7 separate regions of the Mus musculus genome follow, and all the other regions are linked to region 1. Evidence: chromatin contacts called from public HiChIP or PLAC-seq and promoter capture Hi-C data. All regions are on one chromosome and are shown on one strand. The core of a region is the stretch at or near the end of the contact, and the rest is flanking DNA. Distances in the headings are between cores, read along the strand shown.

Evidence for each region. HiChIP or PLAC-seq counts read pairs in DNA pulled down with a chosen protein or histone mark. Capture Hi-C pulls out chosen DNA fragments and counts their contacts.
Region 2: an H3K27ac HiChIP or PLAC-seq map of extraembryonic endoderm stem cells shows a contact between it and region 1, with 3 times the contacts expected there. The contact joins the enhancer-like site here to the promoter of Tmed10 in region 1. A contact is called at or near these places in 3 of 39 promoter capture datasets (the C10 cell line, liver and neural stem cells), 2 of 484 Hi-C or Micro-C datasets (Th1 cells and nephron progenitors), 8 of 115 datasets of contacts at active chromatin or transcription factors (effector CD8 T cells, embryonic midbrain, embryonic stem cells and 4 more) and 3 of 9 other capture datasets (adipose tissue, liver and pancreatic islet).
Region 3: a contact with region 1 is called in an H3K27ac HiChIP or PLAC-seq map of embryonic stem cells, with 6 read pairs. The contact joins the promoter of Rps6kl1 here to the promoter of Tmed10 in region 1. A contact is called at or near these places in 2 of 39 promoter capture datasets (frontonasal cranial neural crest and stem cell-derived epiblast-like cells) and 2 of 115 datasets of contacts at active chromatin or transcription factors (both in embryonic stem cells).
Region 4: a promoter capture Hi-C map of liver shows a contact between it and region 1. The contact joins the promoter of Jdp2 here to the promoter of Tmed10 in region 1. A contact is called at or near these places in 8 of 39 promoter capture datasets (the 3T3-L1 cell line, the C10 cell line, hippocampal neurons and 4 more), 4 of 484 Hi-C or Micro-C datasets (bone marrow-derived macrophages, embryonic stem cells, muscle stem cells and 1 more), 10 of 115 datasets of contacts at active chromatin or transcription factors (the SCID.adh cell line, bone marrow-derived macrophages, cardiomyocytes and 7 more) and 3 of 9 other capture datasets (adipose tissue, liver and macrophages).
Region 5: a contact with region 1 is called in a promoter capture Hi-C map of adipose tissue. The contact joins the promoter of Pgf here to the promoter of Tmed10 in region 1. A contact is called at or near these places in 2 of 39 promoter capture datasets (embryonic stem cells and hematopoietic stem and progenitor cells), 1 of 484 Hi-C or Micro-C datasets (embryonic stem cells), 3 of 115 datasets of contacts at active chromatin or transcription factors (acute myeloid leukemia, bone marrow-derived macrophages and microglia) and 3 of 9 other capture datasets (adipose tissue, liver and pancreatic islet).
Region 6: a promoter capture Hi-C map of adipose tissue shows a contact between it and region 1. The contact joins the promoter of Eif2b2 here to the promoter of Tmed10 in region 1. A contact is called at or near these places in 1 of 39 promoter capture datasets (erythroid cells), 3 of 115 datasets of contacts at active chromatin or transcription factors (effector CD8 T cells, extraembryonic endoderm stem cells and pancreatic cancer cells) and 2 of 9 other capture datasets (adipose tissue and liver).
Region 7: an H3K4me3 HiChIP or PLAC-seq map of bone marrow-derived macrophages shows a contact between it and region 1, with 2.3 times the contacts expected there. The contact joins the enhancer-like site here to the promoter of Tmed10 in region 1. A contact is called at or near these places in 7 of 115 datasets of contacts at active chromatin or transcription factors (bone marrow-derived macrophages, embryonic hindbrain, embryonic stem cells and 2 more) and 2 of 9 other capture datasets (adipose tissue and liver).

Annotation. Positions count from the first base shown.
Region 1 is chr12:85,373,241-85,376,319 of GRCm38.p6, reverse strand. It overlaps Tmed10 (transmembrane p24 trafficking protein 10), which reads left to right and starts at 1,603. Exons shown (of 5, transcript NM_026775.4): 1 at 1,603-1,879. The coding sequence starts at 1,655.
Region 2 is chr12:85,619,781-85,622,859 of GRCm38.p6, reverse strand. All of the region lies in intron 2 of Jdp2 (Jun dimerization protein 2), which reads right to left. Among named protein-coding and RNA genes, the nearest start is that of Jdp2, 22 kb to the right of the region's middle. Within about 2 kb of position 1,634, at least 55 of the 459 cell types and tissues checked have an H3K27ac peak or open chromatin away from gene starts, as enhancers often do. A contact at or near this core is called in embryonic stem cells, extraembryonic endoderm stem cells, neural stem cells and 1 more, where this site is marked.
Region 3 is chr12:85,149,739-85,152,817 of GRCm38.p6, reverse strand. Rps6kl1 (ribosomal protein S6 kinase-like 1) reads left to right here and starts at 1,554. Exons shown (of 11, transcript NM_146244.4): 1 at 1,554-1,655; 2 at 2,910-3,079. The coding sequence starts at 2,930.
Region 4 is chr12:85,597,942-85,601,020 of GRCm38.p6, reverse strand. It overlaps Jdp2 (Jun dimerization protein 2), which reads right to left and starts at 1,605. Exons shown (of 4, transcript NM_030887.2): 1 at 1,407-1,605.
Region 5 is chr12:85,175,720-85,178,798 of GRCm38.p6, reverse strand. Pgf (placental growth factor) reads left to right here and starts at 1,486. Exons shown (of 7, transcript NM_008827.3): 1 at 1,486-1,901; 2 at 3,004-3,043. The coding sequence starts at 1,836.
Region 6 is chr12:85,217,915-85,220,993 of GRCm38.p6, reverse strand. Eif2b2 (eukaryotic translation initiation factor 2B, subunit 2 beta) reads right to left here and starts at 1,513. Exons shown (of 8, transcript NM_145445.4): 1 at 1,270-1,513; 2 at 1,052-1,172; 3 at 749-897. The coding sequence starts at 1,432.
Region 7 is chr12:85,518,006-85,521,084 of GRCm38.p6, reverse strand. No RefSeq gene overlaps it. Among named protein-coding and RNA genes, the nearest start is that of Gm32296, 10 kb to the left of the region's middle. Within about 2 kb of position 1,559, at least 46 of the 459 cell types and tissues checked have an H3K27ac peak or open chromatin away from gene starts, as enhancers often do. A contact at or near this core is called in bone marrow-derived macrophages and microglia, where this site is marked.

The DNA of each region.
Region 1 (3,079 bases), core at 354-2,853:
TGTAGACTAGGCTGGCCTCCATTCAAGGAGCTACATGTGTCTCTGTTTCCCAAGTGCTGGGACTAAAGGTTTGTGCCACTGTGCCAGGCACTAAATATTTCTTTAAATCGATAAATACTATATAGGAATTATTTTCTTAAGGAATATTTAGTTTGATTACTTTATCCCTGATTTAACATAAGATTGCTAAGTCTGTTGACTTATTTTATGGACATGAATTTTACCTGTGTGTTTGCTTTTTGGATTTTCAAGACAGAGTTTCTCTGTGTAGCCCTGGTGGGACTAAAGGTGTGTATTCCCATTGTTTGGTGCTCAGTTTATTGAGCAGAAAGGATGTACCTCAATAAACACATTAGACATAATGATTGTAGTCTCTCTAGCACGTAGTAGGTAATCAAGACTTACTAACGGATGGATGAACAATTCCTATACAAATCAGTTTACTACAAAAGAGCAGGGCAGTGGTGCATGCCTTTAAAACCAGCACTCAGAAGGCAGAGGCAGGTGAATCTCTGTGTGTTCGAGGCCAGCTTGGTCTCTAGAGTTCTAGGAGAGCCAGGGCTACACAAAGAACCCTGTCTCAAAAAACCAAACCACCGGGGCAGTGGTGGCACACGCCTTTAACCCCAATACTTGAGAGGCAGAGGCAGGTGGATTTCTGAGTTTAAGGCCAGCCTCGTCTACAGAGTGAGCTCCAGGGCAGCCAGGGCTATACAGAGAAACCCTATCTCGAAAAACAGAAACAAATAAAACAAAACACACACAAAAGAAAGAAAGAAAAGAAACAAACAAACAAACAAAAAAAATCCAAAGAAACAAACCAAACCAACAACAAAACCAAAAAGACCTATCGGAGGTACAGAACATGCTTTCGAAACACGCCGTTTCTTCCCCTTGACAACACTCATCTGGTAAAATAATATTTTATGCTCATCACTGACTGGACCAAAACAAAAATTTAAATGTTGGTTTGAGTGCAGTTTATCGCAGAAGACTATTGATGTGTCTTAAATAAATAAGTGCGTTGGGAACACCCAACTTGCATTAACTGGATACCTGCCAATCCACATTCACCCGCTGACCTCTACGCACTCTCCTCTGAGTTAGCAACCCACACTCACTAAAAGCCAAATTAAAATTTTCTCTTATGTTTTCCCTCTTCAGTGCTCCACTGTCCCAACACCCTTTGGAGTAAGCGTTAGGACACCGAAATTCCTCTGGTGCCTTAGCCCCGAGTCTACGCAGCTGGTGGGCGGGCTCAGAGAAGGCCTTGTGGCTGTTTCTTATTGGGGGCTGGTTGCTATGGTGTCGTCGATTTTAAAAACTCGCATGAACCGCTTCCGGGGGCTTAAAACAATTACTTCCGAGGCTGCCCATACTTACTATGGCTCACTCGGAAGTATTTCACCACCATTAAAAAATAAAACGTGTACGAAAAACTCCTGGGGACTTCTCTATAGACCCTTAAACTCGTAGTTATGACATACTACCAAATCTTTGCTTCCTCTTAGAAGTTATTTGCTTTACATTCCTTTTCTGTTTAGCCAATCTCCAAAATGGCGCGGACGGCCTCGCCAGGGCAGAGGCGCGTCACGTGGGTGCTCCCGGTTCCGGCGCGCTAGAGGCCCCGGGTGGTGAACGAGGCTCCGGCACCATGTCTGGTTTGTTTGGCCCACTCTCCCGGCCTGGCCCTCTCCCGTCCGCCTGGCTCTTTCTGTTGCTGCTCGGCCCCAGCTCGGTCCTCGGCATCTCCTTCCATCTGCCCGTGAACTCTCGCAAGTGTCTCCGAGAGGAGATCCACAAGGACCTGCTGGTGACGGGCGCCTACGAGATCACCGACCAGTCTGGGGGCGCTGGCGGCCTGCGCACCCACCTCAAGGTGCGGCGGCGGGGCGCGGCGGTGGGCGGCAGGAAGGCAGGCGTAGTCCGGGGAAGGCCGAGGTAGGGGGAGGCCGGCGGGCCGGCGAGCGGGCGGAGGCTGGGGCATGGCCTGGCCTCCCCCCAACCTCATCCCTGAACGCTAAGTCTGCGCGGTGGGGACCGCCCCTTCACCCCGCGCGTTGGGGTTCGCGGGGCGGGGCCGCGCGCCAAAGTCGGGGCCCTTGGAAGGGCAGAGTTCTGCCTTGGCGGACCTAGAGTCCGGAGACCTAGGGCTGTTTCCACTTCGGGCTGTCATCGGGGTTCTGTGTCTTGTGAAGTCTCAGGAATCGAGGAATTAACGTGATTTTCCTGAGCAATGTTTCGAGGATCAATGGGGGGTTGGCATCATAAGATACCTCAACACCTACCGAATAAAGCAGACAATAACGTTGGCTGTGACTGATAAAATGTGTTGTTCATTAGGCACCTGAAGCGTCACTTCCTGTGCCACTTAAAGTTGTGCGTTTAGTTCAAACACTACCCTATGGAACCATGGGCCTCGTTATATAGACTCAGAAACTGAGGCTCAAGTAGGGTGAACAATCGTTGGAGATGGATTTGACCAGCTAAGTGTATTGATGGAAAAGTGCTAAAACCTTCCTTTTGCTTATTTGTGATTCCTGGGATTTATTATTGATCACAAGATGGTCATAGTCTCTAGTCCCTTCTTTTAGTTACACCAGGGTCACCTAGATCCCTGTATGCTGACAGCTACTTTACTTAATGCCATTTGGTCCCAGTTTTCAGTGGAGTTTTGCTTGACTAGATTTTTGAGTTGTTAATAGTGGAGTTGGTTGTGTTCTGAATAGTTGTGTTCATTCACAATAAGCACTAGTTATTTTGTTGTTGTTTCTTTTTAACAGAAGGAAAACGTCACATTCTTAAGCCAAATAGAAACAGTTTATTTAAGTTTTTTTTTTTTTTTTTTTTTAATTTTGGCTGCATGTATGTATGTATACCTGGTGGGTGCCTAGAGCCCATGGAGGCCAGAAGAGGGCATCAAGTTTTCTAGATTGGACGTTCAAGATGGTTATGAGCCACCATATGGGTGCTGGGACCCCAGCTTGGGTCTTTTGAAAGTGGAACAAGTGATCTAACCCCCTGAGCATCTTAACAAGCTTCAGCTATATTGTTTATATTTAAAGTATTGGGCCACAGT
Region 2 (3,079 bases), core at 385-2,884, 250 kb before region 1:
TTCAAGAGCACCCTCAAGGGATCCCGAGAGGGTCTCATTTACCAGTGGACAAACCACAGTCTGCAGAGGGAAAAGTCGCTTGTAGCTCTCCAGGCAGGGAAACTAGCCGATTCTGTGCCGGCCGGCTGCCTCTGTCGTGGCTGACTGGGCTAGACCTCCTCTGTGATCCTCCTTGGGCTCATTCATTCTGTCCTTTGGAGGAATGGTCACATGGCAGGAAGCACACCGACATTCCCTAGATCTCTTTTAAGACGTTTCTATTTTCACAGACTAAATGGCAAACATCTAAACCTACTCCTAGAGTGTACAGATGGGAAACTGAGGCTGGTTCCAGGTTCACACTTGGGGACAGGAACTGGGTCCTAGAGGATAAGTTCAAAGGACATTGCTGGGCTCATCCTCTTCGGCTACTTGACTGCTCTGTGTCACCTTGAATTGTTTCTTACCTTGGTCCAAGCCACTGTACCATCTGTCCCCGGACCCTGCCGGACTCTGCTGGGAGCCTCCTTTTGGTCTTCCCATCCCATGTTCTAGCTTACGTTGGGGGGGTGGGGGGCAGGAAATATCATCTCCATCAGGAAGTCCTCCTTGACTCTGAGCCCTCAGGCTGAGAAGCATCCCTCTGCACAGAGCTCCCATTCAATGCTGAACTCACCCTTGGCCCTGCTGTGCTGCTTTCTACCCTCCGAGGCTCTCTCCACAACACTGGGAGTTTCATGAAGACAAAGCCTGTGTCTTGTTGGCTTTTTGTGTGCCCAGTAGACTGCTCAACATTTGCTAAAAGGAGAGGAAATTCAATCTAGACAGGAACCTGGGAACTTTCTCCCCCTTTACAGTGACGGGGACCAGCCCTATGGCCCTCGTACAAGATCCCGAGATTCCTGCCTGACTCCTGCTCCAGTGTTTTGCTACTGCACTTTGCTGTCTGCAGAACCAGGATGTAACCATGACAAACACAAGCACCAGGCCTTGCTCCCTCAGGGCCCCTTGGCAACCCTGGGAGAAGGCTCTGTGGGAGTGCTGATGGAGGCACCAGATGCCCTGCAGGAATTCCCCAGTGCCCAGGCACAGCTGGTGCCTGTACCTGCTGGCAACAGTAGAGAGGAACACAGGGCTGGACACTAAACCCCAGCCTGAGGTTATGGAACAGACAAACCCCTAAAATTCTATATCTCCATGCGTCATGAGGCCGCATGCTCAGAGTGGGAAGCAAGCATGCCCAGGTCCCGGGCAAGACACTGGCAGGCCAGGCAGAAGGCTACTGTCTTCTGGGAAGAAGCATATATATATATATATATATATATATATATATATATATATTTTTTTTTTTTTACAAATTAGTAGACCTTTATGAGTTGTTAGACCAGTGCCACAGACTCACCCATTAAACTAACGTATCTTCTCACTACCCCTCACCAAGAAGTAATGTCCTTGGCCTTCTACCCACAGGGGGGAAAAATCTCCTCTGGGTCAAGAGAGAACCTGTAAAACAAAAGGCTGCTAGGCGTGGGCTGATTTACAGCACACACAGGAGGGAAGGGCCATTTTCGAAAAAAGCCACTCAGAACAGCCTGTTTCCAAGGCTAAGAAAAGACAGCATTGTGTTTGGAACAAAGCCTGCGAAACCAGGCTGAGCAGGGTGACACCCATTCACTGTTAGGGAAAGAGCAAACATGGCTACCAGGGAAGAGCACAGAGGAGACCCAGCAACAGCCATCTTGGCACAGACAGGGACCAGTGCTAATACGGGAGAGGAGAGCTGGCCCTCGAGTCCTATAAAGGAAGAGTGCTTGGAGAGCGGAGATTTTTGTTGGAATGAGACTATTTCAGGCTTGGTCCACACTTATGGTTTAAGGAGGGGGGGTGGTCTGCTTCCCCATCTCTAGGCCCATCAATCTATTTTTTCCCCCAGTGGACAATTACTTCCAAAGATGAGATGATTCTCATTATCCACCAAACGCAAACGAAACCGAAAACAAATGGCACGGAAAAAACACTTTTCTTCTCAAAAGTTAATAATCTAGTTGAAACTTTGTGTGTGTGTTTGTGTGTGTACATGCGCACACGTGTGCAGGCCAGAAGTTGAGATTGAGTGTCGTCCTCAATAGCTCATTACCTTATCTATCTAATCTATCATCTATCTATCTACCTACCTACCTACCTATTTATTAATAGGCAGAGCCTCTTACAAAACCTGAAGCTTGTCTAGACTGGCTGACCACTGAGGAAGGACCCTCCAGTCTCTGCCGCCTCAGCCCTGGGATCAGAGGCCTGTGCCACTACATCTGGCTTTTAAATTGGTGCCGGAGATCGGATTCAGGTCTCCATGCTTATGCAACAAGCACTCTATTGATTGAACTATCTCCCCAGTTCCAAAAATGGATTCTCTGAACAATGGTGTGTGGTGTGAAATGTCTGGAAGCCACTGGCCTACAAACTGAGGGATAAACTCTCACGCACTGACTCCCTATACCATTCGAGGGAGGCTCAGGCACTGCATAGAATATTTATGAACAGGGAGGCTCAGAAAGCCTGAGTTGGCCAAAGTCGCCCTTTTCAAGTGCCAACCCATTAAAGCCTTTGGAAGTCATTTGTCTTTCACTGTGAAGGTGAAAAACAAGGTCCCGAGCTTAATTATTCTCCACCAAGGCAGTTCCGTTTCATCTGTATGCAGGCCGTGCAGCCAAACCACAGATTTCAGCCAATTTCTCTCAGGCGCAAGAAATAGATCACTGACAAATCACTCAGCAGAACGGCCACCTCTCCATCGAGGGAACTGAACGCTGGCTAATAAAAAATTCTGCACGTGACAAGGTCAAATGAGGTCACAGTCAGGGATGCCTGGCCTGGAGGACAGAAGGATTATACCATTAGAGTGACAGTTCAGATGGGCAAGGAAGGGCCTGGGTACTAACACAGATGAAGTATGGCAGACAACTGTCCCTGCCAGAGGGATGGAGTGACTCCTCCCTAGTCCTAGAACAGTTAAGAACTCAAGGGCAGCCACAGCAAATGCAGGCTCCTTGGACATGGGAACAGTTTATCTGATTGTCCCTCTTATAACAACCAAAGGAGCCAG
Region 3 (3,079 bases), core at 305-2,804, 220 kb after region 1:
GCATCGACTAACACACTTTCTGCAGAGTCTTATCATCCACATCCCTGACAGCAGTGTAAGGTCCCCGTTTCCCCAGAACACTGTCAAGCCTTGCTATGGTAATTTGTCTAACTATGGCCATCCAGTGGATATCAGCGATGCGTTGTTGTGGTTTTAATTTGCATTCCCTTAAGAACCAATGATATTAAATATCTTCTCATCTATTTACTGGTTGTTTTTATATCTTCTTTGAGGAAATTATTAAAATCCTTTGCTCAGTTTTGAATTTTTTGTCTTTAGCTTGTTAAAATGTGTCCGTGTGAATAAAAATGGACCTCATAGACTCATGTATTTAAATGCTTTGTGACAAGGGAGTGACACTCTTTGCTAGGATTAGAAGGGTTAGGAGGTGTGGTCTCACTGGAGGAAGTGTGTTTTCAGGTTTTGAAAGCCCATACCAGACCCAAGCTACTTCTCTTCTTCTCTCTCTTTCTCTTCTCTTCTCTTCTCTTCTCTTCTCTTCTCTTCTCTTCTCTTCTCTTCTCTTCTCTTCTCTTCTCTTCTCTTCTCTTCTCTTCTCTTCTCTCTTTTCTTCTCTCTCTCTCTCTTCTCCTCTGTCTCTCCCCCTCCCCCCTCCCTCTCCCCCTTAAGATGCTTTAGGGATGATGAGATGACCTCATGGTTGGGAGCACTGGCTGCTTGTCCAGAGGATCGGGGTTCAATTTCCTGCACCCACATGGTAGCTTAGAACTGTCTGTAAGTCCAATTTCAAGAATCGAACACCGCACACAGACATATTTGCAAGCGAAACACCAATATACATAAGATAAAAATAAATAACTCAAAAATTAAAAGGTTGTTTTATTTTAATAAAGAGATAAATCTGGGGCTGGTGACGTGGTTTAGTGCATAAGGTGCTGCCATTTGAGCCTGGTGACCTGAGTGTGATCCCCAGAGACGACAACAGCTCTGGGTGAGGAAGGGGTGTGGAGGAGGAAGAGGAGTCAGAGGAGACCGGTGTGGAAAACTACCAGAGACAAGGTCACAGCAAAGCGCAGAGTGGCTTCTGACAAGTAAGGGGGTCGGGGTCGTTTGTGCCTTTCTTGGGAATGCATTTCTGACTCCAGGTTAGGATTCGGTGCTGCTCAACTCCGAACCACTCGCCTGACCTTAGAGCCCAGGAAGCCCTGGGCAGATTGATCTGTGAAGCCATAGAGGCAGCTCTACCCTAAGCCCTAGGGCAGAGTACACACCCAACAGAGAAACATTGACTAACTGAAGTAGTGAATGAAGAAAGTCTCTTGAACGTGCTGTGGTTAAGTTTCATTGGCTTAGAGGTCTAAGGCAGCCACATCCCTGGGTGACAATAGACCTTTTCTCTCCCTGCTACACTCAGTCACCCACATCCATCCCCACTGACTCCCACTCCTGAGTTCCTGGCCTTGCAAACTCTAGGGCTTTAAGGGCTGTCAGAAGCCGAGGAGAACGATGATTGGAGGTTTATTCTAACGGGTTGAGGATGAGCTCATCCTTAGCCAATGGCTGGCAGGCACCCGGCTAGACGCCCCACCCCCGCCCCCAGGCACCTGCGGAAGGGTGGTAGGCACAGACGGAGCCTTGCAGAAGGTGAAGGGACAGCGTTGGCGGGAAGGCCCGGAGCTCTGGCACGCGGACAGGTATAGTATTTGGTCTGCTCTTGAGCCATCCTCTCAGGAGAGGAGGCTTCCCCTCCCTGCCTCAGCCCGACCTCCTTGGACGTTCCCTATAGTGATGCACCTTGTGTGCCGGGGTCGTGCACGCGCTGCTTGCTTGACGTGTATAGTCTTAGGCACGCGGCTCCGAAAGCTGGACCCGCAACTCGCAGCCCTGCGCAGCCGGCGTCGGTGCCCCAGCACAGGCCTCGAAGCTACCTATCCCGCTGGGCCTGGCAGAGCAGGAAGGCCGCCTTTCTCCATCTCCTGGCCTCCTGGCTGCTTGGATATGTGCGTTTCCTCCCCACCTCTTCCTTTATCCTGTGTCTCTTTCCTTGCCGAGGTGGAAAAGATCCAGGGAGAAAAGCTACCCCCTGGTCATTTTCCAGGGTACCCGAGACAGCAACGGTGGCTGCTAGGCTGCTGTGAGGGACAGGGACCGCACTGCTGGCTGCTTTCTCTTTGCCCCTTCCCCTCTGGCAGCCGCCACTCTTATCCCTTGGGCCATTGGGGTCACACATTGCTTGGGGAGGAGTTACTGTCAGGTCCTTGGGAGGGCGCACAGGCCCCTGGACTTCTGGGATAGCCTCCATAGGGCTGGGTCACCCTGACACTCTCGCTGAACTCCACATGAACTGGCATCTAATCTGTCAATCACCTCATCTCCCAGGGGGCTTTGATGAGCTCGCCATTCCGGCTTGGAGCCTGGGTATTGGGGGGGGGGAGTTCCCCACTTGCTGACTCAGGACCTCTCTGGGCCAAAGGTTTTGTCTGGGGAGAGGTACCCCTGAGCTGAATGGAACTTCACAAGGAAGACAGGGAGGAGGGGAGACCTGAGGTGGAGGAGAGGTGAGACCAGCTTTAAGCCAGTGTGTGACTTTGGTATGTTTACTATGCTCTTGACACTAGGTTTACTCTGTGGACACCCCTCAAAGGCAGCTGTGGGTCACAGGTACCCCCAGTTTTCCGTGCTCCGTTCATACAGCATGGTATTTGTGGAGCTGAATTTGAGTGGAAAAGAAAAGAAAGCCCCCCCCCCACACACACACACTGCTGTGTTAATCTATCATTGCCACACTGAGGTAGGACCCAGCTCAAAGACGGGACCTTACCATCGCTCGTCCCTCCAGCTTTTGGATGTGAACATCTGTCTCTCCAATGTTTAGTAGAGGAAGCTGGAGTACAGGTAGGGGTGTGGCTCCCAACACGTGTCTCCCCTAAGACCTTTGCTTCTTACAGGTCACAACAGCAGGGCCACTATGAGCCTGGTAGCCTGTGAATGTCCACCTGGACCAGGCCTGGAGCCAGAGCCCTGTTCACGAGCACGGTCCCAGGCCTGCATGTACCTGGAACAGATTCGTAACCGGGTAGCTACAGGGACAGCCGATGTGACCAAACGTGACTACCTG
Region 4 (3,079 bases), core at 356-2,855, 220 kb before region 1:
CCGTCACCATGATAGACCTGTCTCCTTGGAGATTACTGTAACCAATTTATTGACAAAAGGTTCAGAGGCCATCTCCCCCCAGTCCTTCCTGCAACCTTTCAAACCACCCAGCACCCAGCTCTTCAGGAAGATTCTAGAGCTCCTCTGAACTGAAGCCAACGTGGAAGGGAAACAGAGGAGTCTTTGAGAAATCCATCCTCCCTACTACTTTAGGCAAAGTGAAACCTCTGGCGCCTTAGAGGCAGGAGAATAGTTGTTTCTATCCCCGGACCTCAGGTTTCTGTAAAGAACCCTGCTCACACCTGATCCCCGGTTAAACTCTTCCCTAGAAACCTGCACGGGAAGATAAGCCCGCCATCCAAGCTGAAGCCAGCCAGATTTGCTGAAAAGCAGGGAAAGCAAGAGGGGGTGATTTTTAAACCCTGGAGGGTGGGGGAGACTTGGGGGTGAGGTCGAGGGACGAGGAAGACAGTTGCTAACAGCCTTTGGGACAGGCAGGTACCCAGCTGTGGTACAGAGCCTGTTTCCCATGCTGCCTGAATTAAGATCCTGGGTAGAGTGGCCCAAGATTTAACAATACACAGACCTGTGCCACAGTCCCCTGGAAGGTGCCACTCCAACACATAAGGGCTGGACAATCTTCTAGGGGGAGCTGACTCAAATAGTCGATTGATTCCCCTCTTGCACCCGCCTCTCCACCTCTATCCCCAAATGGCCCATCCATTTCTGCAAATGAGTCAAGGCATCCCAGGCCTGCCAGCTCCTCCAGATACCCAGGCAAAGCCTGTTTCTGCCGCTCCAAGGGTCCAGGAAGCCTAGCCTTCTTGGATAAGAGGGGAGGAAGAGTGCCTTCTAAACTGGGCAGGTTACCTAAAGAAGCCTGCTTACCTTCTTATATAACCTGATGTGCCTGACGGGATCCCAAGGGAACTGGGGACTGCCCCGTGGTTCCCTCCTAACCCAGCCAGAGCCCGCCGCAGCAATGCTCTTAAGCGAAGGAAGCCCTGTTGGTTAGATGCCTTTCTCAATACCCTCCCCTCCAGGTCTTGCAAAGAGAGCTACGGAAGAGGCTGAGGCGCGACCTGTCAGCAGGTCTGGGGCGTGCATGCCCCCTTGAGTCCCCCGCAGTCCCCGGCACAGTTTTCTCCCGCTCACCCCGCCCTCTCCTCCGTCTGTGCACAGCCTCCCAGCAAGAGCACTGGGGAAGGAAAGCAAGGAGGGAGCGCCCCGCTGTCCCGGCCACAGACAGGACTGTCCTGCCCAGCCGGGGAACCACCGGTGGGCAGCGGCTGCAGCCATCCGATAGAGTATTCCGGCCCTGGGGTGGCGGGAGCCCCAGCGGTAGCTACTCCGGGGGAGGCCACCCCAGGTGCCCGCAGCCCCGCCTCCCCCCTCCGTGAACCCACCGTGCAGAAGCCGCTGGCGGAGGCGGCGGCCCCGGGCCCAGAACCCTGCTGCAGGCGCGGTGCCCACTCCGCGCTGCTGCCGCCCGCTGCCCAGGCCCGTCCCGGCCCGGGAGCCGCCGCGGCGCCAGCCCCGCCGCCGCCGCTGCAGCGTCCGCTGCCGCCAGCGCCCCCCGTCGCGGCCGCCGAGTGTCCCTCCCGCAGGCTGTGGCGGGCGGCGGGACGGGTTGCATCAGCCCCGGCTATATAGCGGGCCCTGAGTGGCGGGGAGGGGTCGGGAATGCGGAACCGGCCGAGCTGCCAGCTCCACACGTCAGAGGGGGACGGAGAGGAAGAGAAGGAGGGGACGGGGAGGAGGGGGTGTGGATCGCCCGCTTCACACCCACTGACCTTCACCTCCCCCGCCGCCGGCGCCCTCCTCCCGCCGATGCTCGCGCTCCTCCGCCTGCGGGGCCGGCCCGGGCCCCGCCGCGCTGGTCCCGGCAGCATTGCGGTCCGGCGGCGCGCCCCGCCCGCGGCTCCCGAGAGCGCGAGGCAGCAGGACACGGCGAGCGGTTATGTAAGCGCATCCCCTGCTCGGCCTTGCGGCCGCCACCCCCAAAATGCTACACAGCCCGGGAGGCAGCGACGCGAAGGCGGCGGCCGGATGAGCAGAGAACCCCTTCCAGCTCAGCCCACGCCGAACCATCCTCCTCCGTCCGGTGCGCTCTCCCCCAAATCCAGAGCGAGGGTTCCGCGCAGTGGTGTCTTCGGACGCTGCAGGATCTCGCAAGCTTGTTTTGTTTTTCCGCGGAGGAGCATGGGCGGGGGTTTAAGGCGTTTGGAAGCCTTAATCCCTACCCACTGTCCACCAAAGCGTCCTGACGTCCTGAAGCCATGCGGTGAATGAACGAGCTCCTGAAGTGGAACTGCACCCTGAGGCCACCGTTGTTGTCAGTGGCTGGCCCAGTTTGAGCCAGGGCTCTTTGCCCAACTCCAGCAGGCTTTTGCCTCCCTTTGACAGGACGCAGCAGTGAGCCTACCTGACTTCTGCCAAACCTCCAAAGGCCTTCTTCCTCAAGGACTCCAGGGCCAGCTTCCGTGCTCTCTTCCCACCCTGCTACAGAAGTAGATAGTAAAGAACACTCTAGATAAAATATGACAGTCCCTCAAAGGCGGATTGTCTCAGGCAGAAATGCGTGTGGCATCTGAGAACTATTTGCACACACACATAGACACACACAGGTCTCCATACCCTTGGGGGGGGGGGCAGACCCCCGCCCTCTTTCCTCTTAAATCAGAAAGGAGTGGCAATGTTGACACTCAGTGACCTTCGGCCTCCTTCTCAGAGAGACAGCAGGTCATCACCCATAGAAGAAAGGAAGTGAAAGAAAAAGTTCAAGTCTTCATAGAGTACAAATGCTGAGATCGAAAGACCAACAGGGAGGGAAGGAAGTCCACGCGCCAAGCCGGACAAGCAGGTCTCCACGTGCGTGCCTGCCTGCAGGGAGGAATCGGTCTCCATTTTACCCGTAAGTCTTCCTGCAGGGGGGAACAGGTGAATGGAAAGAAACAGACCAAGCCCTAATGACATCACTGTCCATCTTCCCCGCCACCATCAGCCCACTTCCCTCACAACACTGATGAAAGGAAAAAAAAGAAAGACTCCAAAGGAACACACGCCACAAACTCCGTGG
Region 5 (3,079 bases), core at 237-2,736, 200 kb after region 1:
AATGCCTAGGTGTACACGAGATGCTGTGAGCACGTGTGGATCCTGGCTACCTATCCACAGCATCCTTGGGTCAGCTCACTTTCATCCACATGCACAATGACCCCGCAACCATGCTCTGGAGCCAGGGAGACAATCTGTCTACTGTACAATCCCCAGCATGTTGGAGCTCGTCAGAATGTTCTTTGCAACCCCCGCTTAGCTGGCCAGTGACTGGCCCCTGGCTCCTGGACCTGCAGGCCTCAGGGCCTACCAGACAGAGAGGCAGCATCTCTGGCAGCCCCTTGTGGGTGGGCAGCAGGCCACAGACACAGAGGTCACTGGGGGTGAGAGCCAGGACTGCCCTAGCCTCCCTGCCTCTGAATGGAATGTGATCCAAGAGCCACCTCCCAGGCCCATCTCCTCCCCCACAGCCACCCACCAACTTCTGACTCTGGATGCTGCCAGGTTTTTGCAACCAGCCCACAAGCTGGTCACAGAGGTTTGTTAGAATGGTAGGTGATGAAGAACAACTCAGGAACACAGGAGGTTACCACAAAAGTACAGACATGCATGGCTGCACACAAGTACAAAGAGATACCCAGAGACCCAGATCTGCGACACACAGTGTAACTGGGCACGTTCAGTGGGTGACATATACACACAGCTTCATAGGTATACACAAGTGCCCATGCAGACACCACCTCTCCTCAGCATGTCCTGCTGCTCTAGAACACTTCCTCTTCTGCTTGGGCTCGGGAGGTGATGCCAGGTTAGTCCATTCCCTACCTCTAATAGGCTGGCCTGACCTGACAGGAGGAAGTGGTGGTGGACCTAGGTCTAGCCAGGTGCCCCGAGGTGTTTCCTGTGTACAGCCCACAGCTGGGCTGCCCTGTGCCTGCCTACCAGGTCAGATAGTACATGGAATAGAGGGACGGTTCTGGAGGCACGTAGCTTGTCTTGTCTCTGCCAGATCCCTGTCTACGCAGGCAGATGCCCGCGGGCACACATACACTTTCCTAGTGTGAATATGAACATTGTTCAGCATCTGCAGGTGGTGCCCTCTCATAGGATCGGGTTGTTAGTCTATAAAATGGGGTTAGTAATCCTGTCACCTCTCCTCCCGGGGTTGTGTAGGGATGGCACTGGTCATGAAGGGCCACAGCAAGATGCTGCCTTCTTAGTACTGCACTCCCTGCAGAGGTCACTTAAGTACCCAGCCATCTCCAAGGCAGATGTTGGACGTCCGCACCTGGAGGCTCCAGAAGAGCCAGGTGCAACCTTGGCTGTCGCTGCGGGCTGACCCTGGGGCAAGCTAATGAACGCCTAGCTCCGAGGGGCCAGGAGATCTGCGCCGGCAGCGCCCCTTCAGCGCCCTGCGGGGTCACGCGCACTCAGGTCTCACCGCCAACCGGCTCTCAGCGCTCCCGGGCTGCTCCTGGGGCCTCGAGATAGAAGTGGGCGGGCAGGCTGCAGCCCCGCCCCATACACGGTCTTGAAAACCAGCGGCCGACTAGCTTCAGTTCGTAGGGAAGCTGCAGTCTGAGAAGGAAACCGCATCTTCAGACTTCTGCTCACTCACGAGAGGAGCTAGGGTCATCGGACCCCTAAGATCCTTTCACATCGCTCCGACTCGCCGGAACACTCCTCACCAGTTTCCTCAGCCACAGCCCTACCTGTGAGCTCCGGACTTCCCCGGCTTTCTGTGGATGCTCAGGCAGACTGCAGAGACCTAGCCTAGGACAGCAGTGAGGGGGACACTCCTCTCCTCTCCTCTCCTCTGGTATCAGCGTCTCCCCCAAGGGGGACGAGCATGGTGATTGTGCCTTGAAGGACCTTGGCTCTGGATGTCTGAGAAGATGCTGGTCATGAAGCTGTTCACTTGCTTCTTACAGGTCCTAGCTGGGTTGGCTGTGCATTCCCAGGTAAGGACCTGGCCTGGCTTCCTCTTGACCTTCTCATCCTAGCCGTAGAAACAGGGGCTATGGTCTTTAATTACAGACTCACTTTAGAGAGCAGCTTCTGCTAGGGTGCCCACATATTTCCCAGGGGCTGGGCTGGACCTCAGGGAGGAGACCTCTGGCTGGGCAGTCCCCAATTCCTGGGGGCTGTCTTAGTGGGGGCAGGGAAGCCACAGGGAATGAGGGAGGTTTCCTGTCTAGCCCCTGGAGCCCTAGTGGCTTTGCAAAAAGCATCCGTCCACTAATCCCAGTCAGCTCCCTGGCCCTGTGGTCAGGGTTGTGGCCCCATGACCAACCAGGCGCCCCCAGGACCTCTGACCTGGCCTAGTGGGGAAGGAGCTGACTAAAGAAGCTTGAGGTGGGGAGGTGAGGCCCTTCCCCCACCATTGCTCCAATTGAGCAGAGGGCTCTTGGGTGGGCTTCAGATATGACAAGGGATCCTGCCGTGCCCTTTCCTCCTGGTGGGTGTCAGAAGGTCCTGAGTGCAGGGCCTGGGGAAGTGAGCAGGGCCCTTTTCCCAGGAGCTGGGTGAGTCTGGCAGGGAGCCAGATTGGGCAGCAAAATCCTGACAAAGCCAATGCATTCCCTTCCTGCTGCACTGCCCGCTGCACTGCCCACTGCCCTGGGAGCCCTCAGCCCCAGCCCAGGAGTGGGTGGGTTGTCCAGTCCCCTTGCCGAGCAGCCAGGCCATCCGTCTGCTTGCTGCAGTGTTAGCTCGAGGTGTAACGTTACTGGCAGGCAGCACCAGCTCATGGCGCCGCCTCTTCTCCAGCCCCTGAGCTCCCACCAGCTGATCACCCTCCCCCTGGGCTCTGGCACCCAGCCAAGGCGGGCTGTAGTAGGCCCAGCAGGACTGGCCTGGGGGCTGGGCAGAAGAGAGACCCCACAGGATTACAAGCACTTGGGAACACAAGAAGCCTCCTACCCTTTTCCAAGTGAAGAAACTGAGGCCAGAAAGTCAGGTGGTTTTTAGCAGAGGATGGGGGAGGAGCTTGGGGTGGGCTCAAAGAGCCGAGCCCCAAGAATATGCCCCCTCCTTATAGCTCCACCTTTGTGTCCACCGCAGGGGGCCCTGTCTGCTGGGAACAACTCAACAGAAGTGGAAGGTAAGCCAGCCAGGCCAGCTCTGCAAGCTGAGCCCC
Region 6 (3,079 bases), core at 264-2,763, 160 kb after region 1:
TACAGGTGGCTATGAGCCACAGTGTAGATGCTGGGAACTAAACCTGGGGACTTTACAAGAGCAGCTTAATCGCTGAGCCGTCCATCTCTCCATCCCCAGTACCCAGTGTTAAATCTCTGAAGAACAGACTGTAACAAAAATCTGCAAGTGAGGATGGAGGCGGTATGTATATAAATACCTCAAAGGGGTGGGCATGATGGCTTAGTGGGTAAATGTGCTTGATGGGCAAACCTGGAAACCTGCCCTCCATCCCTGGAACCCACATAAAGGGGGATGCGCAAATTCTACAAAGTTGCCCTGTGACCCACACACACACACACACATACACACACCACTAATAGTAAACATTTTTTGAAGTCAAGATGAAGTTTAGTGAAAAAGAAACTTCCAAATGCGGCTTTGGGGAACTCGTTTTCTGTTTTTTGCAGCACTGGGAATGAAACCCAGAGCCTCAAGTAAGGCACTCTTCCACTGAGCTACATCCCCAGCAAGTTCATTTGCTATAAAATAAAATAAAATAAAATAACTTCCCCTAAAAGAAATCTCTCGCTTAATATACTGTTAAAGAGCAGGTCTGTCTTGAAAGATGCAGTTACTATAAGCTTGGTGTTTTCCATCCACTCCTACCAAATGGGTGTTCAAACCAGAAGACTGGTGATCTCGCCTATCCCTGTCAATGCACAATTTCTAGGGGACTGTTTCACTTGCCTGCGACCTAACTTGTCCACTTAGTGATCAGATCTCTTACCCAGTTCCACCAGCAGCTCATTAATCGCCTCAATGATGTTGGCCTTAAGTGGGGCAAAATGGAAGCTGAAATCCTCGCTCAGGCCTCCGGATGTCAAGAGTTTGTGCAGGGACTCCTGCTGATCGCTCTCGTCACTGCGCCCGTGCAGTCTATGGAGGCAACAAGACCCAAAGAGTGATCACTGGGGCAACGGGAGCAGCTCAGCCACAACAGAGGCTTCAAGCTGATAGGTGGCACGGTTTAACAACCAAAAGCCAGCACCCCTTGGTCCCACCAGGAGCCCACCCAAGCTGTGAGTTTGACCTGCCATACTCCTCCCGGATGATCTTGAGGACTCTCCGCACCATATTTCCCACGGTGGTCTCGGAGGGCTGCGCAGCCGTCATCCTCCTGCCCTCTCTGCGGATCAAATCCATAAGGTCCCCTGAAACCCAAGAGAGACCGAGTGAACGGGGCAGGCGCGCGGTGAAAGTGAATATCAGCTTCAGGAATAGAACAAGAACGAGGATGAGTTGCCGCACCCGCGTTGTTCCAGTGGTGGTCCGTGATAAGCCGGCGCAGCAGCCCCAGGGTCTCCCGAGCCATGTCCTCCGAGCTGCGCTGCCCGCCACCTCGCTTCAGAGTCTCCACGAAGCCTTCGATCCTCTCGGACAACTCCGAGCCCTTCGCCGCGGCACCCGGCATTTCCAACACCGTCCCGGGACTCACTTACAGAAGCCTCAATTGCCAAAGCACTGTTTCACTTCCGGGCCGAGAGAGGTCAACTTCCGCTCGGTGAAACATAATTGAGTTCGTGGAGTTGTAAGCCCGCCCCTCCCTCTGCTGAGGCCAATCAGAAACGTGTTAGGGCGGAGCTGGGCGCACCGCCGGGAAGTGACGGCTGGAAGGGTCCCCTTGGGAGTCTGCGCGCCGAGCCGGGAGGCCCGGAGGACGCTGGCCAGTCTGGTTGCTATGGGAACAGCGAGCGGCTCTCCCGCCCTGCGACCAGCAGAAGTGGCTTTCCTCCTTCCTGGCTCCATCGCTGCCTGATGCTTGGCAGACGCCTCCATGAGTGCGAGTCCAGGGCTCGAGACGCCCAGAAAAGTGCTGCTGCAACGCGGGTTGAACATGTTCACCTTTTCCAATGGGTTCCATTCCCCACCGACTTTATCTTTCTTTTCCCCGCTCGGTGCAAGGAATTGAACGTAGGATCTCACAGGTGCTAGGCAAGTGGTACCACCATTCCTATTCCTAGCTCTTACGTTGTTGTTTGCTTTTTTATATCCTCGGCCTCGAAAGCCCTAAGGAATGTCACTAATGAAAGAGATTCAAAGTAGAAGCTAGCCGGGCTGTGGTGGCGCACGCCTTTGATCCCAGCACTTGGGAGGCAGAGGCAGGTGGATTTCTAAGTTTGAGGCCAGACTGGTCTACGAAGTTAGTTCCAGGACAGCCAGGGCTATTCAGAGAAACCCTGTCTCGAAATAACAAACAAACAAAGTAGAAGCTAATAGGACACCAAGAATGCTGTCCTGCAATTTGGAGGCCGGCGAGTACATGCAATGTAATAAGTCCTTCCATTGACCCGACACTTACTAGGTATTGAGTGCTGTAAGTTCTTACTGTCATACAGCTACATGAGGTAGGTTCTCCTCCCCCGGCTTTACAAACTGAGAAAGAGATTCACGGTATTGAAGCAGTTAGGGAGGTAAAAAGGCTGTGCTTATCCTGGGTCCCCTGAACCCAAACGGAATTAGAATCTCTTATTTATTTAAGATAAACGTCTTGGGCTGGCGAGATGGCTCAGCCATTAAAGGCTAGGCTCACAACCAAAAATATAAGATAAATGTCTCAAAAGTGAATCTTCCAGACTTTTAAGACTTTCCTTACAGCTGATAAATTGTCTTCAGAGGGATTAGATCGGTATCAAAATCATATAAAGATAGTACAGGAAAACTGTACCTGTCATTAGCAAAACAAAAAGAAAAACCTAATAAATTACTAGAAAAATAGAATGCAGCAGTACATTAAAAAGTAAATATTTGCAATCTCTAAATAGCATATTGTTTAATTTGCTGGGGTCTGGCTCACCTGTATCTTTGCTTTCAGGGCCGACTCTACTGTGTTGCCCAGGCAACGTGCAGGGCCAGCTCTCCCAAGTGCTACAGCCAGTGGGGCAGGGCTAGCTCTCCCCAACTCATGACTCTAGGATCAGCTCTCCTGACTACTGCAGGTGGCAAGGCAGAAGGGAGAGGGCATCACACCAGTACCTGTACCATCTCACCCCAGAAAGGTCAAAGAGGCCAGCTCTCCCACACTCTGTCCTCTCAAGACAGCTCACCTGGGTCCCCTCCA
Region 7 (3,079 bases), core at 310-2,809, 140 kb before region 1:
GGGCCGCCTTGCTCTGGCCCACCTGCAGGATTCTCTCTGCACTTTGATCCTTTCTGAGTGTGTGACCAATGGGGTCATGCTGCTCACCTTGAATTCCAGTTCATGCCTCACCCTACAGCACAGCAGACAGATACACACACACACTCGGGGAGCATGCCTCACCCTTCAGCACAGCAGACCCCCCTGGGGAGCATGCCTCATCCTACAACACAGCAGACCCCGCCCCTGAAGAGCATGCCTCACCCTACAACACAGGCTTTGCAACATTGTGACTTCAAATCCCACCAACTCGTGGTTTATGGTGCAAACAGTATCAGCCCCCCCCCCCCCCCCCCCGCTGTTCTTCTTTAAGGGCTTCAGTCCCTTACTCCCAATGTCCTCTGGACTTCTTTCTCTCTCTGTTGATGCCTGAAATTGAGTAAGTCCCCAACTGATCACATTGTCTTTTCCCTAAATTGATTTCTCCAATGCTTGAATAGATGAATAGATCCCTCCTCTAGTTGCTCAGCCCCCACAATATGTACCCTACCCCCCACTTCTCTCTCCCCTCCGAGTCCTTCACAGATCCTGGAGACAGCCAACCCTTTCATTTCACAGCCCAGACGTACTCAGGGTACCCTGACCTCCCAACTAATGAATTTATTTGTGTATGTATTTGTTTGTTTCTGCTTCTTCTTTTTCCATTTTCATGTATGTGGTGTGCACATATGTAGACGTATATGTGTGTGCCATGCACATGTATGTGTGTACAGGTGCATGTGGAGGCTCATTGTTGATGCTGAAAATAATCCTCAGTTACTCTTCTACCTCGTTCAATGCGGCAGGATTGATCAATCAAACCCAGAGTTCTCCGATATGGCTAGCCTAAAGAGCGAGTTTGCTTTGGAAATCACCTATCTCTGCCTTGGTCTGCTTTAGAACATTTAGCATTGACATGGGCTTCAAAGATCGGAACTCTGGTCCTCACACTAGCATAGCCTACCTGCTGGGCCATCGCCACAGTCCCTACTGGTCTGTCCCCTAATCTTGCTCACCTATCTCTACCCCCCAAAAAGAACCTCATCTTTCTAAGCTGGACCTTCTATCATGTCAAAGGAAGAACTTTCACTTCCTTCTCAAACTCCTTAGCATTTGAGGCGGCTTCCCAGGTTCAATGCAACTGGCCTCAGCCTGACTTGACCCCCTATAATTTCTCTGTTAAACCATCCCACATCCCAATATACACACAGTAAATTCTAGCCTCTTAAAGCTACTAGTAGTTTCCCCACATGCCTCAGTCTTTCTGTGTGGCACAGACAGTATGACTCACCGAATACCATGTGTGACCCAGGAATCATTGCTAGCGTGGATCACTGAGTCACCCAGGGAAGACAGTTGTGTGCTGAACTCACATCAGATTTCAGAGGGATAGGAAGCAAGCTTTTCTCAAATTGAACTACCGAGACACTGAGAGCCTGTGGTTCCCTCTTCGCTGGTGTCACTGGTGTTTGGTTTTGTGAGAAATGGTCTCACTCTGTAGCCCACGCTGGCCTCATACAGCAATCCTTCCCCAGTACCCTCAATTCTGGGACTGCAGCTGTGCACCAAGCATTCTGCCATTCCCTATGGCTGCATCAGGACCAAGCCTGGCCTTGCTAGATTTCACTCTACACCCTGCTCCTGTAAGACCCCCGAAGCTGGGCCTCCGCTCAAGTCCCGAGATTAGTTGGCCAACACCCCAACGTCCCGAGAGATAACCACACCTGATGCAAACTGCAAGAGGTTTTATTATCAGCTAGCTGAGGACGAACCCCTCGAGCCTTTCAGGGCAGGGGAGTTCGACCCTGAGGGAGCGGTGACAGTAGGGGGCTTTTAACAGGTAGCTGAGGAATGGGAGGAGTTGGGAGGAGAGTTGGGAGGAGTTGGGAGGAGTTGGAAGGAGTTGGGAGGAGTTGGAAGGAGTTGGGAGGAGTTGGGAGGAGTTGGGAAAAAAGTTGGCTACAGCTCCTTTCTGGCGAGGGGAGAGTGAGCTGCAGCCTCCTCTCCAGTGTCTATCTCCATGTCCTTGTAGGTCTTCCTACAATTATCTCATCTCTAGCTGTAAGGCACAGAAACAAAAAGGCTTTTTGCTGGCTATAGAGAACAAAGAGCTTCTTTCTGGCTGTATTTTTAGAGATCAGGGAAAACAAGTTTGGGGAATGTCCAGGGGCTTTACCTTCCAGGGAGAAATGCTCTAAGTCGGGGTCCCACACTCCCTACCTAGACACCATGTGTTTGTCTAGTGGGCTTCAGTGTGAGTTCTTCCTAAGAACATCCTTACCTATCGGCTTCAAGAGGCTAGAATTTACTGTGTGTTTTGGGATGTGGGATACCTCGACAGCCTGACACAGGATGGATGGGCTGGAGGCCAACCTGGGCCACATAACAAGTTCCAGGCCAGCCTGGGCTACATGATAAACTATCTCAAACAAACAAACACACAAACAAAACTAGTGAAAGAAGGAAAGAAAGAAAAGATATTCAATTTTAGGTCCACAGATTAGCATACTAACTCCTACACTCTCCTGGACACTGAAGGCTTGCTGTTTTTACTTGGATTCAATCTTTAATCCCTCTGAGGGTGCTATAAAAATAACGGAAGAGTTGGGAGAGTATTAAGTTCCTCTTTCAAATGACTTATCCTCAGCCAGGGAAGTTGAAAAATGTGCAGACATGTCCTTTCCTCTACCCCTTCCCTCCCTTTGAGGTTTCATCTCCACTACCTGTTGTCATCTCAACATCTCCTCTTAACTCGGCACTAAACCAGCAGTTAAGTCACCAAGGCCATAGCTGTCTCACAAAGCCACAGTGGAATCAGGTAGCTAGAAGGGCTCAGGGGTGGGAGCTGCAGGGCCCCACTCTGTCACTGTCAGAAGCCTGCGGCGGCAGGCAGGCCCCTCAGCTTCTCCATTTGTGATTTGCAGTGAAGCCAGGAGCTCCAGTCTCTGAAGATTCAGGCAGAACAATGCAATTTTCTGTAAGTGTTACAGCGCAGGCTGGGCAAAACCCTGGGAAATCAGAGGAGAGACAATAAAAAACAAAAAACAAAAAACCGACAACA